2 separate regions of the Oryctolagus cuniculus genome follow, and region 1 is linked to region 2. Evidence: chromatin contacts called from public Hi-C data. All regions are on one chromosome and are shown on one strand. The core of a region is the stretch at or near the end of the contact, and the rest is flanking DNA. Distances in the headings are between cores, read along the strand shown.

Region 1 (2,742 bases), core at 224-2,723, 95 kb before region 2:
TGGGCCTCTAGGTGTGCACTCTCTCAGCCTACCCAATCATCACAGACAGGACCTTTCACAAGCTCCTCCCCACCTGTGGGGGAGGGGCACCCTGGAGGTTGCAATTCATGAGCCCAGAGGAACAGGACTTTCCTGGGGCCCCCTGGTGGGTGACCAAACCCCAGCACCCTGCTCTGCTCCGGGCTGGTCCCTCTGCTGGAGCAGTTGGGGGCCAGAGCACAACTTCTGAGCAACAAGTGGTCCCTGCTGTCCACCGCAGTCTCCAGCCTGGAACCCCATGTCCACCACCCCAACTAGCTGACCCTTCCACTGCCCAGGACCAGGCTCAGCCAGCCAACCCTCCATGCCCCTATCACCCGTCCACCCGTCCATTCACTGATGCAGTTGAGTTCTCACTGGTGAATGAAACAGCCCAAGCTCCCTGGATCAAAGCGCTGACCTTCCAGGAGTGGAGAGGACACAAGAAATCAGACCCGCAAGTCCCATGGAGGCAGCAACCAAGTGACAAGACGGGCAGGAGGGGAGGGAGGCCAGCGAGGGCTCTCCGTAAGGGATGCCCCGTGCAGACGCACAGAAGGGCCCAGAAGTGTGCAGATCTGGGAGGAGTGGGAACGGAATGAAACCCCATGGCCAAGGGGGCGAGGCCGAGGGGAGGTCAGCAGGTCCACAGGCCCAGGGCTGTTGGGGGGGGGGGCAAGTGAGGAGCCTGGCCTGGAGCAGCAGCAGAGGACGAAGATGCCCGGCGTTGCCTCTTCGGGGCTGTTCTGTGGCATCCTCAGTCCCAGAGTCCGGGACCCACTGATCCGCTCCAGCCGCCCTCCCCAGCTCCCTCCATCAGTGTGGGGAGAGAGGTGGTAGCACCAGCCAGGGTGAGGCCTGCGTCCTGTCCCCAAGTCCCCTTCACACAGCCTTTCTCAGCAGAAGCGTGGTCTTCCCTGTCCCCTTGCATTCCCAGGCTCTGGGTCTAAATTCCTCCCCTAGGGCTTGAACTGAGTCGAGACTGCATCTGATTGGCACATGTTTGCTTTAACACAGTTCTGAAAGAATTTGAATGCCTTGCCAACAATTAAAAATGGAGAGGAATGACAGGAAGATGAAGGATTCTCTGCTTCTCAGAGAAAATCAGAGCCCATGGCTGGGCCCTGCTGACGTCCATACCATGCCGCTGGGCACACGGGACCCTCCTCAGTGGCTGCAGTGCCCACCTGACCATGGGCCCCGGGGGTGTCTGTTTCCAAATCTTGGGGCACTGGAAGCACTGGGAGCAAGGAGAGGAAGGGGAACTTTCCCAAGCCTGGGGGAGACTGGGGTGCTCCAATCCCCGACCCACCCGTCAGGGCCTCAGTGAGGGGAGGGGTGGCTGGGCCTGGATGCTGAGGCTCGAGGTGCGCCAAGCCCCAGGCCCAGGGCTCCCGAGGCCAGGCAGAGGGTACAGAGAGTGCCCCCAATATGGGAGGGACCCCCAAATATTCGGCTCTGTGCGAGATGCTGAATACTTTGCAGGATGGAAGGAGTGCGAAGCTGGAGAAAGGACTGGCTCCTTCGGGCAGGGGGACGGGCATCCAGAGTCAGGACATTAAGTTAAATTCAGAGAAAAGAAAGCAACCGAGGTCCCAGCGGGGCGAAAGACACCTGCGGATCCTCAGGGCCTCGCCAATTCTGCAGGACTGCCTTGTCGCCACTAGGGGCAGCAGAGGATGGAGACGGGCGGACTGGAGGCGAGGCGCCCTGCCCGCGTGGACACGTGTGCGCGCGCGCGTACACACACACACACACACACACACACACACACACACACGGACTGTGGCTGCGGTGTACTCGTTTATAGGGGGAAGCCCAGACCCGCACAGGGTGGCTGCAGGAAGGTCTTCAAGCAGTGCCGGGAAAAAGCGTAGTATGAACAAGCTAGCCATGGATTTCAAAGGCTTGTCACCCAAGGATCACCTTTTAAATTCTGTTCCCGTAAACTTTCTGAAGTCCCCTTATATTTGCAGACAGGGCTTTTAAAGAAGTGATGAAGGTAAAACGAGGCAGTTAGGGTGGCCCTAACCCAGTTGAACTGATGTCCTCAACCAAGAGGGCATCTGGACACAGAGACCAGGGACACGGGCACAGCAAGAAGCTGCCATCAGCGAGCCAGCCAGAGTGGCCAGAGAAAGTGCACCTGCGGCCCCCAGAACCATGAGAAACAGGTTTCTGCTGCTTAAGACACCCAGTCTGTGATGTTCGGTTACGGCAGCTAGAGCTGATAACTATGCCTTCTGTGTGTCCATGCACAAACCCCTGGCGCTGACCCCGTATACACACCCACACCTACGCAGTGCTGACCCTCCCACACGCAGCTCTGCGCATCTGCGGCACCACGGAAGGCAGCTGCTGACCCCCGGGAATCAGCAGACACACACGCTGACCCCACACATGCCCCGTCTCCTCGTTTCCACTGGATACTAAGATTGAGCCTGCATCTGTCGATGTTCTGGGTTCTTATTTATAGTTGGATCAATTAATTTGTCACAGCTGGATCGATGGATGCACTCATTTGTCAAATGGGAGTGGAGCTAAGGTCTCTGCAAGCAAACGCATTTCTGTAACCTCCCACCTGAAGCCACACACCTTCCCCAAACAGGGGCTTGGTAATCGATATGGCTGTTTAGACAACACAGCCGCCTTGGTAAGACAGTCACCATCGGCACCAGATTGTACGACTAGTGATACAGGTGACAGTGCGGTGACTACCCAGCA
Region 2 (2,711 bases), core at 148-2,647:
CACTGCGGGCGGCGCAGCCCAGCCCGGCCGGAGGCAGCCCCGCTCCTGGGGGCTCCGCGGGTAGGCTCCTACGGCCAGGGCCCCGGGCCCACTCGCTCCAGGCGGCGCAATCGCAAAGCGTATGCTGCCATCTGGCGGCAGCGTCGGGTCAGCTGCGGCGCAGAGTGGAGAGGACCAGGCCCCGGGCGCGGGGCCCGGGGCGCAGATCCCCTCACCCGGAGGCTCTGCCGCGGGCGCAACCCAGCCGGGGTGCTCCGCGCCGCCTTCTCGAGCGGTGCTTGGCAGAACCCGAGCCGCAGGCGTGCCCACTAGCGAGCCGGTGTGCGCGGTGGTAGGCGCCAGGCTGCCAGCTCGCGCCCTGTCCCAGGGGAGGGCCATGCAGCAGGGCCTTCTCCCCTGAACCCCGCTGTGTCATCTGCGAAGTGGGAGAAGTGCACGCCTCGTGCGGCCTTTGCCAGGACTGCCTGGGCGGACGCAGGTGAAGCCGTGGGCCCCGGGGAAAGTGCGCACGGAGTGTGAGCTGGAGCTCTGGCTACATCAATAGGGCGGTCAGCGGAGCCCTTCTGACTCCCGTCACTCACAAGCTCGACTCGGACAAGCGTGCGCCAGGGTTGGACACTGGCCACGGCGCGCGGGGTGGGGTGGATTTTTTGTCCCCCCTTTGGAAACCGAGGGTACCCGTGCTGGCCTCCACGCCTGGGTGCAGTTAACTGGTGCTAGGACGGCTCGGACACCGGCGGACATGTCCCGGGCTTCCCATGATTGCCTCTGCTGGGGACACAGAGGCTCCCCGAGCTGCGCCCACACCAGCCCCCATGCCTTAGAGGCAAGGCCTGTTTTCTGAGCTATGGAGAACTGGGTGGCTTTGCCGGGAACCCCCTCCCTAGGGCCACAGACTAGAGGGTGCTCATAGGGGACCGTGCACCCTGACCCTTGCCAATAAAGGCGCCTACTGAGACAGAGGACGCATTTCCTTCAGCAAGGCGGAGGTATACTTTACGGAAAAGAAATAGACGTTAAACTGTACAGACACACCAGGCGCTGTCCCCGAGGGCAGGCACGCCGTTTAATTACTTCTCAGCGTGCAGCTGGAGGTGGCCGGGGAAGCCGAGTGCCAGCCAGGTACAGCAGCGAGCGAGCGAGCGAGCGAGCGAGCCGTGCCTCTCGCGTAGACGCGGCGCTGCCTGTGAAAACGGCGGCTCCAATTCAAAGGTATCAAATATTTGCCTAGCTGTTCAACATTTCTTCAAATAATATACTCACGACTAATTCATATCTAGACTGGATGTCTTCATTCCTCCCAGGCCTCCCTCCTGGATTAGCGGGGCTTGTCTATTCTGGGAAGGAGTTGGCCTACATTCTAAAAATAGGCCCGGAGCCCGGTCAGTAGCCAGCGTGCAGGCAGAGCGGGTTTTATTTATTTATCTTGAGAGCTGGCCTCTGGGGACGGCTCCCGGGGTGCCTGGGGACACTCACCACCCAGCGAGAGGCCGGGGCTCAGGTGTGCGGAGAAGGCTCCGCCCTTTCTGAGAAGGCGGTTCCCACAGAGGCGGGGCGCGGCTCCCTAGGATGCCCTGTGCCTCTGAAGGGGGTGTAGCCTCTCACTTCAGAGGTGTGAGTCTCTCTCCGCGCCATATATGGGTCCCCTTCCCTTTCAGGGGTAGGAGCCCAGGATGTCCCTGTGTCAGCAGGAAGCAGGTGGTATGCTTGTTTTGGCCATCTGGGGCATTTCATAAAACAAAGGGGGGCCCAGGAAGAGAAGGCAGCACCCTGGGTCGGGGGCACTGGGGCCGTTGCCATCCCTGGGGCTGCAGGGCTGGGGAGGAGGAGTTACTGAAAATGAAGGCCAAGGCAGCTGTGTGGAGAGCACCCCCTGCTGGGAGGGGTGGTGTCAGGATGGGGAGCCTGCGGCTAGGTCCCCTGTCGCCAACCTGGAAGCCAAAGAGAAGCACCTGTGTGGGGAAGTCCTTGGAGGAGGAGGGCAGAGAGCAGGGGGAGCTGGCCAGACCTCGCCAGCCTCCTGCCGTTAGGCCTTGCACACTCACCTATCTCTTTGTCACTGTCACCCTCTGTCTCTCAACAGCTCACCTTCTAGGTGTGCAAAAGGTGTGTGTGTGGGGGCGCCAATCCCCCTTCTCAAGAGAGCCAGTTGCAGGGGGCTCTCTCTCCTGTGACCTGCTGCTCTCTAAGGGGACAGAGGCGCTGAGCCCTGGGGACAGGCTTCATTTCTGTCGGCTGAAGCTGTGGTGTAGAAGGCTAAGCCTTTGCCTGCAGTGCCGGCATCCCATATGGGTGCTGGTCTGAATCCCGGCTGCTCCACTTCTGATCCAGCTCCCTGCTAATGTGCCTGGGAAGGCAGCAGAAGATGATTCAAATACTTGGGCCCCTGCACCCACATGGGAGACCCCGAAGAAGCTCCTGGCTCCTGGATTTGGCCTGGCCCAGCTTTGGCCATTGTGGCCATTTGGGGAGGGAACCAGCAGATGGAAGATTCTCTCTCTCTGTCTCAGTCTCTCTCTGTGTCTGTCTCTCTCCTTCTCTTTCTGTATTTCTGCCTTTCAAATAAATCAGAAAGAAAGAAAGAAAGAAAGAAAGAAAGAAAGAAAGAAAGAAAGAAAGAAGGAAAGAAAGAAAGAAAATTTCGTCTGTCCCCTGGGCTCAGTGCCTCTGTCCCCTTAGGGAGTGGTAGGACAGAGTTACAGATGGAGAGA

Evidence for each region. A called contact is a pair of places that touch in the nucleus more often than the background predicts.
Region 1: a contact with region 2 is called in a Hi-C map of psoas muscle, with 4 times the contacts expected there. The contact joins two enhancer-like sites. A contact is called at or near these places in 3 of 6 Hi-C or Micro-C datasets (ear pinna, psoas muscle and an unstated tissue).

What each region holds. Positions count from the first base shown.
Region 1 is chr18:26,466,167-26,468,908 of mOryCun1.1, reverse strand. No RefSeq gene overlaps it. Among named protein-coding and RNA genes, the nearest start is that of CCNE1, 29 kb to the right of the region's middle. Within about 2 kb of position 1,473, at least 1 of the 8 cell types and tissues checked has an H3K27ac peak or open chromatin away from gene starts, as enhancers often do.
Region 2 is chr18:26,370,642-26,373,352 of mOryCun1.1, reverse strand. No RefSeq gene overlaps it. Among named protein-coding and RNA genes, the nearest start is that of URI1, 41 kb to the right of the region's middle. Within about 2 kb of position 1,397, at least 2 of the 8 cell types and tissues checked have an H3K27ac peak or open chromatin away from gene starts, as enhancers often do.